Linked DNA regions of Canis lupus: region 1 is linked to region 2. The links are chromatin contacts, called in public Hi-C maps. All regions are on one chromosome and are shown on one strand. The core of a region is the stretch at or near the end of the contact, and the rest is flanking DNA. Distances in the headings are between cores, read along the strand shown. Region 1 overlaps WNT5B (protein Wnt-5b). Region 2 overlaps ADIPOR2 (adiponectin receptor protein 2).

The links. Hi-C and Micro-C count contacts between places; a contact is called where the count stands out from the background.
Region 1: a contact with region 2 is called in a Hi-C map of skin fibroblasts, with 2.6 times the contacts expected there. The contact joins two enhancer-like sites. A contact is called at or near these places in 4 of 9 Hi-C or Micro-C datasets (blood, liver and skin fibroblasts).

What each region holds. Positions count from the first base shown.
Region 1 is chr27:2,364,041-2,371,395 of UU_Cfam_GSD_1.0, forward strand. It overlaps WNT5B (protein Wnt-5b), which reads right to left. Exons shown (of 5, transcript XM_038576338.1): 5 at 1-3,439. The coding sequence ends at 2,981. Among named protein-coding and RNA genes, the nearest start is that of ADIPOR2, 19 kb to the left of the region's middle. Within about 2 kb of position 3,056, at least 7 of the 20 cell types and tissues checked have an H3K27ac peak or open chromatin away from gene starts, as enhancers often do.
Region 2 is chr27:2,202,785-2,209,724 of UU_Cfam_GSD_1.0, forward strand. It overlaps ADIPOR2 (adiponectin receptor protein 2), which reads right to left. Exons shown (of 9, transcript XM_038576322.1): 8 at 4,794-4,987; 9 at 2,423-2,739. The coding sequence ends at 2,611. Among named protein-coding and RNA genes, the nearest start is that of LRTM2, 34 kb to the left of the region's middle. Within about 2 kb of position 1,832, at least 2 of the 20 cell types and tissues checked have an H3K27ac peak or open chromatin away from gene starts, as enhancers often do.

The DNA of each region.
Region 1 (7,355 bases), core at 1,806-4,305, 160 kb after region 2:
TTGAAGGCAAGATGAATATATGCAAACAAAGAGCCAAGCGAGTATTACGTTACCACATTTGTAATAGATCTGTCCCAGGTAGAGGAGGGAGGTAGAACACCCAGGGCAAACACGTTCTGCTCTGTGCCAGAATGTTCTCTTCCCTCTCGATAGAAAGGATCCCCTGGATGGCTAGGATTTCTTGGTCCAGGCATTACATCCAGTGCAATGATCCTTCAGTTTGACCATGTGTTAATCATAATAAATTTCAGGTACTGGAAAATCCTGCACAGGGTCGCCCTGTGGATCATGGGCTAGCTCATCCTGACGCTAGGTCCAGTGCAGTCTCGGGACGACCACCAGCACAGGGTCCCCTCGAGGCCTTGTTAAAGATTCAGACAGTTGTCCCGCTCCCCCCAGACCAACTGAATAAAAATCTCTGATGCAGGAGGCCTAGGACTGTGCATTTTTTACAGCACACTGACATTTGGGACTTGCTCAAGATTTGGAGGCCCTTCTCTGGAAACCCAGGAGCAAGAGATCTGACTGCACATTCTGTCCCTGCTCTAACATGTGGTTTCCAAGCAGAGGTTCATTTTCTTAGGTTGGTCTTCATATTTTCCAGCCTCATTCCTACAGCATTCCTGGTTACATCGTAGACAATAGCCAGTCCACCAGGACTTAACATGTCTGTAACTATAACTACACCCCAATCTATTTTGAAGATTCAATCTTTCCTAACCTTGGTTGTCAGTGGCTGCAACAATTACACTGGTATTCAAACATGTGACTTCCTCCTTAGGTCAGAAAGAAAACATTTAAGGTTTCCTCAGTCCCCTTGCCATGACTCTGCAGGAAGACCTCAACATAATGGGGATGATGCACCTCCTTTCATGAACATGAAAGTTGCTTTCTATGGACCAGTCCTTCACAGCTAATTTCCTGAAGTTGCTAAAGATGAACTGGATTTTGGCTTTTCAGGCCGAAAAGCTCAAGATGAACTTTGAGCACCTGACATAAGGTAATCCTCCAGGAGTTACAAGGGTGATGTAGGGAAGAGCAATAGTGCCAGCCAGTGTTCAAAACCCTTATTATCGTCGATCTGTGTGACCAAGTTAGTTTGGCTAAATGCCAACTAATGAAGCCAAGGACATGGTTTGCATCTTTTGTAGGCCAGTAGGCTTCAATCACTTTCTCTTGTGGACTATTCATCTTGAAAATGCCAACCAAAGGAATCTGAGTAATAGCGTGAGGAATAGGGTGAAATAACCCTAGGTCTGATGTCCTTTGATGACAAATCAGAAGGCTCTTCTTTAGGCCCTAAAGAGACAAGTGGTATACATGGCATGATTCCAATCCAGACAGAATCCCTTTTAGACTGTTTTGAAATATAATTTGCTCATTATAACCCAAGCTGACTCCTTAATTCTACCATTTCCCCAGAAGTAGACTTTTCTAGAATAAAACTGGTGTCTCTCTGTGGGGTGACTTACTGGGTCCCCTGCAGGCTGGCCACTCTAATGCACCTGGATCAAGGTGTCCCAGGAACTACTTCCTCCCTTTCTAGGATATAACATCTCCCTTTTGGGTCATCCCGTCTCTCCTGGCTCCAGATCCTGGAGTCCGAGACTGGAGATGGCAACATAGAGAAGCCAGCAGAGTGTCCCCATCACCTGTGCCTTCCCAAGGACCCAGTGAACAGACCAGGGGGTGACCGGTGAGTTGTAAGATGGAAGAAGGGAAGGGAAACATGAGGTTTAAACCTTAATCTCTGAATTCTTTTGTTCATAATACTAATAGCTAGCATTTATGAGTATTCAACTTGGCGTTGGCCCTGGGGGCGAGTGCTTCAGTGCATTACCTTATCCTCATAGTCCTCTGTCTCTGTCTCCAACCACCAGACTAGAGCTCTAAAAAGTTTCCATTTCCTTACCCTCTTCCACACGCACACTGGGTAGCAGGGTTCTGAGGATCAGATCAAAAATAAAAGGAGACTCATGAAAGATACTCGTGTGTCCAAAGAGGAAGGGGAGAGGTCCAGTGAAGGGGGTTTAATGTCAGAGAGAGAAACTGTACATCTGGGGCAGAGATGACAAGAGCGAGCCAGGCCAGCCAAGCCTGACCAGGCCACTCATCCTGTCATTCGGGGGGTCTCCACGGTGAAGGAAGTGAGAACAGCAGCATCCCGTTTCCTCTCCTTGTGGGAGCACAGTGCAGCACTCGGACCAGTTACGCTCCTGGCTCTCTGCAGCTCGGGCACAAATATTCAGTTCGTGTTCTCTCCTAACATGTCAGGCTAATTGACCCCTGTGCTCTTCAGCGCAGGAAGCTGGTGGCAGGAGCCAGTGAGCTGTGGAGGGAAAATAATTCTCGCTGGACAGACAGGCCTGGGGGTCTGGGGAGGTGAGGGTCCCTTTGTGGTCACCTGTCAGAGATGACATCGGGCCTCTTCTCATTCCTGTAACTCTGGGTTCTGCCGGGATGCACCCGAGTGAAAGGGTAAGAAAGCACTGGACCCTTTTACGGAACCAAGCAGTATTTTGGACAAGACCCTGAAGACATGATGGTGTAAGCTGACTTCCTGCCACCTTGCACAGGGCCTCCTGGCCTCATGATGGGGGTCACAGGGCAGCCATCCAGCCAACAAAGACTCCAGACATCCAGACAAAACCATCTTCTCCATCTAATCGCCACTCGTCTTCTTAAGGCCATAGTGGGTAGGCAGTGAATATCCCCAAGTCCCTACATCCTGAGAGTCCTCGGCAGAGGGAGGGGGAGAAGCCCCTTGCCCCATCTGCCGGGAGTAGAGAACCAGCAAAGTTCAATCCTCAAAGATCTCCAGCATCTCTTAAATAAGCTTTTCCTTTCCATTTTCTTCTTTTAATTATTTATCATCCATCCATTTCTTTATACAAATATATAATAGATTTATATAGATTTATATAATATAAACTTTGTGAGGCAGAGTGGAGAAGAGGCCAGAAGAGGGGGCCTTTGCAGGCTATTTACAGACATACTGGTCAACGATCTCGGTGCACTTCTTGCACTTGACATAGCAGCACCAGTGGAACTTGCAGTGGCAGCGCTCCACCTGGACGCTCTTGAACTGGTCATAGCCACGGCCACAGCACATGAGCTCGCAGCCATCCATGCCCTCCGAGGTCTTGTTGCAGAGGCGGCCCTGGGTGCCCAGGGAGCCCGTGGTCTCATTGCGCAGACAGTAGTCTGGGCTGGAGTCCACGTAGACCAGGTCCTCAGGGGTGGGCTGGTTGAAGCGGCTGTTGACCAGCTCCAGTTTGCCCTTGCGGGTGATGCGCATGGCGGCTGCGCTGTCATACTTCTCCTTCAGCTGGTCCCCTACTTTGCGGAACTCGGCCAGCTGGAGCCAGCAGGTCTTGAGGCTGCAGGACCCTGAGACGCCGTGGCACTTGCAGGCTACGTCTGCCATCTTATACACAGCCTGAGGGGAGCAGAAAGAAGGCAATAAGAAGGAGCATCCCTGGTGGAGGATGTCAAGAGGGTGGTGAGGGGCACCTGAGGCCAAACACGGAAGGGGACTGACGCTGGGGTGGGGGGCGGGGGAGGAGTAGTTTTTCAAAGATCTTTCCAGGAAGCTCAGCTATCCTGATTGGAAGCAGATAAAAGGAGAACCACCTAGAAAAACACAGAGGAGGCAAAGTCCATGTCTGGTCAGCTACAAGGATGGTGGCATTTTGTGCACTTGCTTTGTCTACTGTGTTCATTTCTTATTATTTGAAAGTTGTTATGATAAATGTATCATCATTACCACCAGGAAAAAAAAAAAAGATATTTCTACCTTGACCAAAGTCTCAAACAAATACCAACCAACAAACCGTGTGCAGTTTTTGCATGATATGGAGGACAGTCGGGCGAAAAAAATCCAGTCATATTACCAGCCTGCAACAGAGCCTGCTGGCATGGCCCTCAGTTTGCCAAAAGCTCTCCCTGACTCTGCCAAATTGCCTAAGAACTAAACAGTCCCTTTTTCTGTGTTAATATTTGGTGATTAACTCCACGGAGTCACAGGGGCCTTGCCACAAACCACACCACTTTCAAGAGCAAGACCATTATCTTCCACCCCAGAACCCGCAGACACCCTCCCAGACACCCAGAGGCTGAGTACAGAGGAAGAGGGTGGAGCCCTGTGTCAAGCAAGAGCAGGTGTGGGGGGAGGGCACCAACAGGGGTGATTTTTCCAAAAACAAATCCACCTGAAGCCACTGAACCACGACAATGTGGAGTGGATTTGAACTTGGGCTATCCCAAATCAAAATTTTAAAAGCAAAAGGAGATCAGAATGCTGCTTTCCAAAACGCTTTTCGATGAAAGCATCCTGATGCATTGTGTCAAATGGCCTTGGCAGCGGGCCCAGGCATACAGATGGCAGGATAAAAATGCAAGCCTGCTGCAGAACACTTTCTTATGCCACAGCCATTGTCACTAACTGGGTCGGGACTCATTTTTCAAGGTTTCTCACAGATTTCTTTTCAAGAGTTCCCAGATTGTGTCTTTATTCAGCACTGCACTGAGACCACTGCAGGTGCAAGAAATAGCTTCATCATCATCAGCTCATATTACAATTGTCAAAACTCTTCCTGATTTTTTTTCTGGTGTGGAATTATTCCTATTATTTTGTGGTGGAGAAACTGAAGTTCTGGAGAGGCCCAATGATTTGTTTGGGGCCACCCAGAAGGGAGTCAAGAATGACGAGCGCTTTTGCACTCCAATCTGGGGGCTTAAAAACGGCTTACTGTTGAGAAGGAAGGAGGCTCCTCCCCATGGCTAAAGGTACCAGCTCCAGGCCCAGGGCATAAAGGAACCAACACCCCATCCCAACAGGCACTTCAAAGACGGAGTCTGCAATTACCCTCTTCTGGCACAACCGCCCCCCCCCGCCCCCCGCCCCCCGCCAGTCTGAGCTGGGGTCTCACATTCCTCTGGAAAAGGTACTTGGTGTAGCCAGGGAGGTCAGGCATCCGGTACCACTGGAAGAAGGAAACATTTAGGGCCTAAACCTCCTGCCACTAAGTGACCAATGGGATAGGATAAGCATCTCTCCTGGGAGCCAACACTTAGGGAGATTAGAGGAAAGACAGATGAAGAAGACTCCACAGAGTAAGAACAGAAGCATTAGTAAAACAAATCCAAGAGGAAGAGTGTCACTGATCTTCACTCTGTAGACATTCATTCCGGTCCTCCTTTGTGAAGAAAGACACTGTAATACTTGTATTTTTAAATATTTTATTATTGATAATATATATAAGCTCCTCTTACAGGAGAAGGCAGAAAAGAAATCCAAATCTTTAGCCTTTCCTGCTAATTGAAAAAGCAATAAAAGCTGATTAAAAAAATCTTTTTAAAGATTTTATTTATTTATTTGACGGAGAGAGAACAAAAGAAGGAGAGTGACAGGGAGAAGCCAACTCCTGGCTGAGTGGAGAGCCCAACGCAAGACTTGATCCCAGGACCCCAAGATCATGACCCAAGCCAAAGGCTGATGCCCAACCAGCTGAGCCACTGAGGCGCCTCTAAAAGCTAATTTTTAAAACATTTTCTTAGTTCTGGATCCTGCCTCCTGACAAAGCCCTAAGTGTGACTGAGCTCAGTAACTGATAGGAATGTCACAAGGATTAGACAGCTTTTATCTGGAAAATGCTTGAGCCCTTGAGTGACAGACAAGGCAATATCCACCCACTGCTCTGGCCATCAGTGTCTAAAATGGGGTTACTAGAGACTCTCAAAGGCCAAGAGAAGTTTCCTGCAAAGTATGCTTCAGATTTACTCTGTGGCCAAGATGTCAGATCCTAGGTATCCTATTAAAAAAAAAAAAAATTAGTTGGGGCGCCCTGCTGGCTCAGTCATTGGAGTGTGTGACTCCTGGTCTCAGGGTTGTGAGTTTGAGCCTCATGTTGGGTGTAGAGATAACTTGAAAATCAAATCTCTAACTGGCTGTAAAATACCAACCCAGGGAATCTGCAATCCCTGCCACTGTTTTAGTCTTCCCTAAGGAATTTTTTGTGTAGGTGTGAGGCGGTGGGAGGTGCATACCTTTGGCCTCAGATGGTGATTGATGGTGGAGGCCTGTTCCTTGGAGAGGGGATAAACATTAGAGAGGGACAGGAATCCCCCACTTGGAGCAGACAGATAAAGGCTGTGGAAGAGGTGCGGAGGCTGGGGGGAGAGGCGAGGGACTGAGGAAGGCAGGGAAGGTGTGTGAGTGAGAAACAAGGCAGATGGAAGGAAGGTGGGCCAGATAAGGGTCAGGACAAACAAACAAACAATTAAGGGCAATAAAACGAGGAGCCAGGAGAAGTGAGGTCAAGACTGTGACTGAGACGGAGCCCAGATCAGGATGAAAGCCTAGTCACCTCGGCATCTGCCACCAACGCCCCCAGGACAGCACAGAGCGGACACAGGAAACGACCTTCCATGAATTTGACCTCTTCTTGGTGGCAGAGCGGGAACTTTGCTCTGCATGTTCCACTCGCACCGGCCTCCCCAAGCAAAACACAGAGAGTTGTTACAAGAGCTGTGGGTAGATCCCAGAATGCGGGCCAGGGGGAGGAGGGCCCAAAAGCCAGAGCCCAAAAGGTAGCCAAGGCCCTATTGTAGTTCAGACGCAGAGAGACTACTAGTTGTAGGGCATGGGAAAGGTTGTAAGAAGTAGGTGGTATCTGAACTGGAATCTTAAAAAATGAATAGAATTTGGACTTTTGGGACATAAAGTGAATATCTTAAACTTTTTTCTTTTTTTTTTTTTTTTTTATCAGTCTCTCCTGGGTTAGATACCCAAAGACTGGCAAGCAGACTGCCACACACAGAGAAGTCCTGGGGTACAGAGGTGGCCTCACAGATGCCCTTAGAGTGGAAGGTCATCTAAGCCACGGCTGCTCTCCGTGCCCTGGTCTGTACCAGAGCAACAACCTCAACTCCTAACCCTGCCACAGATTAACACCACTGCTCACACCCAGATCAAGCCTCTGGACATGGGCTCTGAAAGGAAGACACTGGGCAAATGACCAATTCTAATTTCGACTTGACATCACGCTATTGAGGACCCTAAGTTTACACAAGCATCCACCAAGCCAACATCACAGATCCCAATTTGTATAAGACATTTCAATTACATTTATTTGATATGTGTGCCTGTGAAACATGAGTCGATTTTTTAAATTAGTAAGCACTTTTCTAGAATTATATCCATATCTTGTTACTGAATCACCAATGAACCTACATTAAATTTCTGGATTGATTTCTTGTCAAGAAACTGCTAGTCTCACTGTTTAATTATTTCATCTTTGGTCTCATTATAGTATCTTGCCTGGGCCCCTGAGCCAGCTGGCTTGACACAGACT
Region 2 (6,940 bases), core at 582-3,081:
ATCACACAAGAGGCCTTTCTGGAACCCCAACCTTCTATGATCCCCAAAAATGTGCTTTGTGGCTTCAGCATTTTATAAAGGGACAGGGGGGAAATACTGAAAAAGGCCACTATTTAATGGTGAAAGAACGAAGCTGTAGAGGTCCTAACCAGCCCAGGGCCAACAAAGAAAATTAAAAATCTGCACAGAGCAAGCCAGCCTCTGATGCTGAGAGTAAGGCATTCAGGCGCCAACCTGGTGAGAGTTCTCAGCGAGCACTGTGAAGACCAAGTGCACAGTGAGGCTGTTGGTAGTGAGTTGCACATAGACACACACATATAAATGGGCGCGCGCACACACACACCCACCCACACACACACACACACACACACGCACACGCACACACACCCTAAAGAGGGAGATTTTTACTGGACTACATATCATTGATGTTAATTTCATTTTTCCTAACAGTTTGTGCTATGTTGAACCAGATTCAGCTCCTCCTTTGGGGTGTGGGGTGACTGGGCCCAGAAACTACTACTTCTGTTGGTGTTGTTACAGGGCTGCATCTTATACCCTGTATCCCAAAATGCATGACCGAAGAGTAAGTCTGGCTTCTGATATGTGCTGTTGCTTCCATGAGACTGTCTTTCCTTCCAGATGGCCACTGACCAAAGAGAGTAATACTGTTCTTTATTCTGTCAGGCACTCCATCAGTTCACAAAAGTCTTTTGCTGGGTCCCCTAGCCTCCAGGCAGTGACTTTATCCAGAACCAAAAAACTCTTTAAGTTCTTCCCAAGTTCTACAATGGATTCTTTCTCCCAGCAAAAGCTGGGAGATTGGAAGGGAAGAGAAAGGAAATTAATGACCAAGAAAACACTACTGGACAGGAGACCCTATCCATACACCAAACACCTATTTGAGGATGCCAGCCCCCAGGCACAGGGCTTCAGTGTTTAGCTCTAAAACCCACAATCCCCAGATGTAACTCAATCACCTGAAGTCTTGGATGACAGCAAGTAACCTTAGACTCAAGTGCTATTTTGGTGGTTTGCCTATGAGCCAAGATTAGAATTCTATGGTACCTCTGGGGTATGAGTAACCTTTTTCCTACTTTCAGCAGCTCTTTAAAGATATAGCTTAAGGACTGTATGAGGCTCCCTGAAAGATCCAACTTTCTTTTAAAACTTCCCACCATGCTATCCTCAAAAACTGGGGTTCAGGGAATACTGATAACTCCATGGTGGGACTAGACCTTGCTTTACAAGAGTTCTACTGGCTTTTTTGTTTAAAGACAGCCGATATGTGTGTCACAACTAGGCTTACTAAGACAGTAGTGTCAGAGGTGCAATTCACCTTTCCTGATCCAAAGGAAGCATCCTTCCAACCTATGTAAATGAGCTCAGGAGGCACCTGGACAAGGGGAATCTCTTTTGTGGCTGGCTCCATGCCAGGAACTATGATGTCAGGTCCATTTGTATTCCCAGGAGGAGAAAGGGTAGTTAGGGCAGTGACTGTAACAGAAGGAAATTTTGGGGACGTTCCAGAGCTCCACAGCAAAGATCTGGAAAACTGTCACATTTCTGCAGATAAAAGTCACCACAAAACTGAATAGGAAGCCAGTAAGTAATTAGATCAGCCTCTATGCTAACATTTCCAGAGCTCCTCCCACTGTCTCCATTACCCCTTTGCTGGCATAATTAACTTTCCCAAGTAAATGGCTCTACTCTTTAGAAGGAGTCACTCTCAGCACAGAAAACCAGTCTCTCAAATGATACCTTAACTAGAGCCTTTATCTAACACATCCTGTCAGCCATTCACATGCTGCTTCCACTGAGAAACACATACAGCTTCCCTCTACCTCGGGATTCCCAAAGGCTCTCAAACATGAGAATGGTCAAGCAATCAATGGGCCGGGGCTGTACTTTCTGCCCCGCAGGGTCCAAGGTATGCCAGCCTTTAGAAGGCACCTTGGTGCACCAAGGCATTATACATTCTGGGGCCATCACCTGATCTTCCTACAGTCACTTTGTGCAAAATTGAAACAGTGTGTGGTACTTGCATGTTTCATTCTATACAAAAATTCCCCTCCCTCCCCTACCCCTATGTTTTAAACATTTATATAAATTCTTATTTAAACAGCAAGTTAGAAATCTTATTTACATTAATTTCTTTGTTCTTTCAAAAGAGCATCTAAAATCACATTCCCACCCTTTAATAGGATATAAATGTTCACCTAAATTGGTTTGTATTACTGATTAAGGAGAGAGAAAGGGAGAAGAACAAACCACCAGCTAAACTGTGTTTCCAATCTTCTACAAAATAATGTGACACGGATCAGAAGCCAGTTTGCCCAGGTCGTGCAAAACCCTCAATCAGGAAATCCCAATTACAAGTCAGGGTTTGGGTCATTTCTCCTTGTCTCCAAACTGACGCACTTCATCCTTTGAGGTATGGTTTATTTTTGTTTTTCTCTTCTCAGGCGTGTACCAGGTGGAGCCCCGGGGGCATCACAAAGCCCATGAGGCTGTCAAAGTTTCGGGGCTCTTCTGGCACTGGCCTCAATGGCCGGAAAGGGAGGCCTGCAGATGCTACAGGCTCTGTTCAGGGTCCCTGGCTCACGGAAGGTGTCAGAGTGTGTCCTCTTCGCTGCAGCCTCCACCAATCATGAAACGGAACTCCTGGAGGTTCGAGACGCCGTGGAAGTGAACGAACGCGCCCGCCACCACAAAGATGTGAAATAGCTGATGAGAGTGAAACTAGAGGCAAGGGGGAGGGGGGAGAAATCCATTCATTATTAAAGTCTGCTAAAGAGTCTTCACGCCATTTGTGCTGAGCAAGGCAGGGAATTTAGGTGACAAGAGCTCAAATTCAAGGTGTCCACAGATCTTGGAATATCCACTGGGCATATCACATTCTGAAGGCCAGCTGTCCCCAAGAAAGTCAAGGTGCTGCCGCTAAATTCTAACCATGAAGACGTATACACATAACACAGGAGTATCTGGTGAACTCAGGGGCAAATGGCATAAACACACTCTTGCCAACAGACTACAAAGGCCCAAGGATCCCTCTGTGCCTACCTGTGGGCTAGTCAGACGGGGAGGTTTTCCTCTCTGCTGAAGGAGGTTTTTATCATGGCCTAAGTAAAACACAAAGCTATGGCCAATTTAAATGTGCTCTCTCTCTCAGAAAAACTAAAGGGGGGATCCCTGGGTGGCACAGCGGTTTGGCGCCTGCCTTTGGCCGAGGGCGTGATCCTGGAGACCCGGGATCGAATCCCACGTCGGGCTCCTGGTGCATGGAGCCTGCTTCTCCCTCTGCCTGTGTCTCTGTCCCTCTCTCTCTCTCTCTCTCTGTGTGTGTGTGTGTGTGTGACTATCATAAAAAAAAAGAAAGAAAGAAAGAAAAAGAAAAAGAAAAAAAAGAAAAAAGAAGAAGAAATGTAAAAAAAAAAAAAGAAAAGAAAAGAAAAATTAAGGGATTTCCAGGATTAGGTAGATGATTAAAACATATGTCTCCTTAGCTCTAAGACTCCGAAATTACACAAATGACATCCTATATCAAAAGGCCAGCAAAGCTAGCCCTTTTCCTCCCTTCTCAAATCAGAAGCTTGTCTATAAGCACATGGTATTTTTTTCTGATTCAATCTGTTGAATGCTAGTTCATTTCTTAAAAGGGGTTTATTGATTGCTCAGTGAACCAAACATACTTCAAAAATTCTACTATTCTCTTATTGTCATCTCAAAATGAAAAAATACAGCTGCAAAACAGTGTTCATCAAGTAAAAAATATTGATTTTAGAGGTGCAACAAGAAGGAGCCACATCTCAGGAAATGCTTCCCTGGAAATCAAAGGGGATTCATTCTCCCAAAAAAGTAGGGGGAGAAATATTTCCACAATCAATGTCAATATGATGATGAGACAATCTCCAAAAGACAAATTAACTAATTTGAACCTGAACAGATTGCCTAAATTAGCATTATCTTCATTTTATGGAGGGCTAAATTGAACTTCAAAGACTAGGTGATCAGTTTAGTCTACAATGATCAACAACAGGTAGAGGAACAGAATTCATAATCAAACAACTCCGCAATTCTGTACCTACTGAAAATCTTTCAGGACATCATCAATTACAAAATATCCCACCTATTGGTCCCTTACATTTCTTTTCTCCTTCTCTTTCGCTCTCTCTTAACCACAATCTAGTTAGCTCTCCCTCCTCTTGCAACCAACACATGTATACACACTCAATCTCTCATTACAAATCATTGGATTTTAGTATCAAAAAGGACTTTGGTAAACAATCTAGTCCATCACCCTCATTTTCTAAATGAGGAAACTAAAACAAACTAAATGCCTTGCCAGTTCAATGTAGTATAAACGAGCATAGACTCTGATATTAGACTAGCCTGATTCAAATTCCACTCCTACCAGTTATAATTTGTTCTAATGTTGGACAAGTTACTAATCCCCCTAAGCTTCATTTCCTAATCCTTAAAATGAAGACATTAATATTTGTCGTATCACAGGACCAACGTATTAAATGAGGTAATCTGTGTAAAGTGCTCATACAGTACCATACCAGCCACCAAGTCAGTGCTCAGTAAATGTTAATCATCACTGTACTTATCGTCCTGAGAAACATAACTTAATGAAGGAGAGTTACAACTAAAATACAGGTCTCTCAATTTTTAGTCTAAACCTTTTTCCATTATTTTACTTCCCGGTCTGCCAATACACACTAACAGATATATACGTGTACATACTAACAGATATATACGTGTGCATACTAACTGCCCCCGGTCCTACTTACCCAGATATCACATTTGCCAGGAAAGAAGCGCTCAGGGATGCGGGCAGCATAGAGGGCGGCGCCTGTGATGTAGAGGCTGGCCATTAGCATGAGCCAGCCGATCTGCCCTATGGTGGCTGCCTTCAGGAACCCCTCCGCGATGACATAGTGCAAGGTAGGAATGATTCCACTCAGACCAAGGCCCAAAAATACTCCTACAATCACAAGGATAAAATAAAGTAAAAATGCACAAGACAAATGAGGAAGAAGTCAATATTACAGCACAGTACTAGTGATTCTATAAGCTGAGTATTTCAAGTATGATGCTTGTTTGAAAGGGAAAGGAAGGTTCTTCAAACTCTGAGGATACTGCCACCCCAGATAGCACAGATATGTTCTAAATGATAGATCGATTTACAAATCCAAGGAGCCTCCCGCTGAGAGAAGCTTAACAAGTCAGCAGTCCTCAAAGGGTTTAGATATGTGTTGCTAAGTGTTTGAGGAATACACAGCTCTAGGAGTTTAGACTTTCCTAAATGCTTCCTCCTTATAGACACATATTGCAATACAAAGCAATTTCACACATTTTATCTCTCCTTTAAAGGAACAGACATTCCTGGGGTTGGAGTGGCATGGACTGGTGGGGGTGGCAATGGAGGGGGCGTGCGGTTATGAATGCTCCCAGGCCCAAAAGTACCAATCCGGTACAGAAATCTATCAGAATCATTCCACCACAGCCCCACTGCCTTCAAAACTATCTACAGAAGTGTTTTTCAAACTTCTGGATATGACCTAGGTTATAAGATCAACTATGTGAATTTAGATTAGCATTTTTTTTTTTTTAGTGAACTACAATAAAATAAAAAAAAAATCACTGTTGCAAATGGAGTGTTAAGTTTTTAGAAGTTGAATAATATGACTGTGAATTTATGAGTATATACACAAATCTGTGTCAATCAAACCACCACAGGAACACCTCATATGCTACAGCCAGTTAACTGCTCCTACATTCTGACATAGGGAGTTAAAAATGACACTTAACTCTCAAAATACAAGACAAGGAGCCTGTTACTTGCTTTGGACATGACCTAATAAGGTGTTGGTATGCAACAATACATATACATGCACATACAAATAAATAATGGGCATCTGTAAGAGAAGAGGAAAATGGCAATGCCCCTCTCATAAAAGAAGGGAATCAAACAGGACTAAATAAAAACCTTTTCCTACCTCTATTCCTCACTAAAGAAAAATCCTCATGATCCTGTTTCACTTGCTATTTTCCTCCACATGCTAAACAAAGGCTCTAGTGGTCTTGTCTACCATTCTAGAAGTCAAAAGCTCAGGAACTTGGTTCTTCTGATGTGTATCACAGTAGAACATTCAGCTGTACTCTTATCTCCTGGGCTGAAGCAGGCTTAGCACCACAGTTAAGTAGTACTGGAAGCCAACCCTGACCACTGCTTCTCTACTTATATAATCACTTAAAAACCTAAGTGGGTAGACTATTGCAGTCATTAACAAGAAGTTAAATTCTTACTTCTAACGTTCTAGGTAGCTGCAGATGAACCATGGCTTGGATTTTAATATGAGATTTTCTTTTAAAAAAGGTCAAAAGGAAAAATACTCCTTTTACTAATACTTGTTCATTCTCAATAGGCACCAAGTTTGATACTGAGGACAGAACACTGAAAGACATGGCCCTGGCTATAAGGATTCCTCGGTCCACTGAAAGAAACAAAAACATATCTCTGTGAACTCCCCACTCCTAGAGGAAGGTTCAACTTGAGGCTTTTGGCTTTCCATATGATCTCCAGAGAAACAGGCATGATCCTAAATATAAAAAGCCTCCTTATCCCTACATTAGAAGAGATATACGGTGCTCACTTTAATAGAATACAATTGTGAAGTCTTATTTACCTAAGCAGTACACATTTTCAAATAAAAATACAAAACAAAGAATGACAACAACAAAAGAATCAATCACTAAAAAGTACACTCCAAGCTGAGAAAGAGTAATCCTTTTTTTTTTTTTTTTTACAAAGGTTACAGAACCACTGCCTTATGGGCATAAACTCTAGTGAATTACATTGGCCAATAAAGCTCACCATGCCCCTCAACTCTAAGCACTTTAAGACAACTAATGAACACTACTACATTAAAGCCCC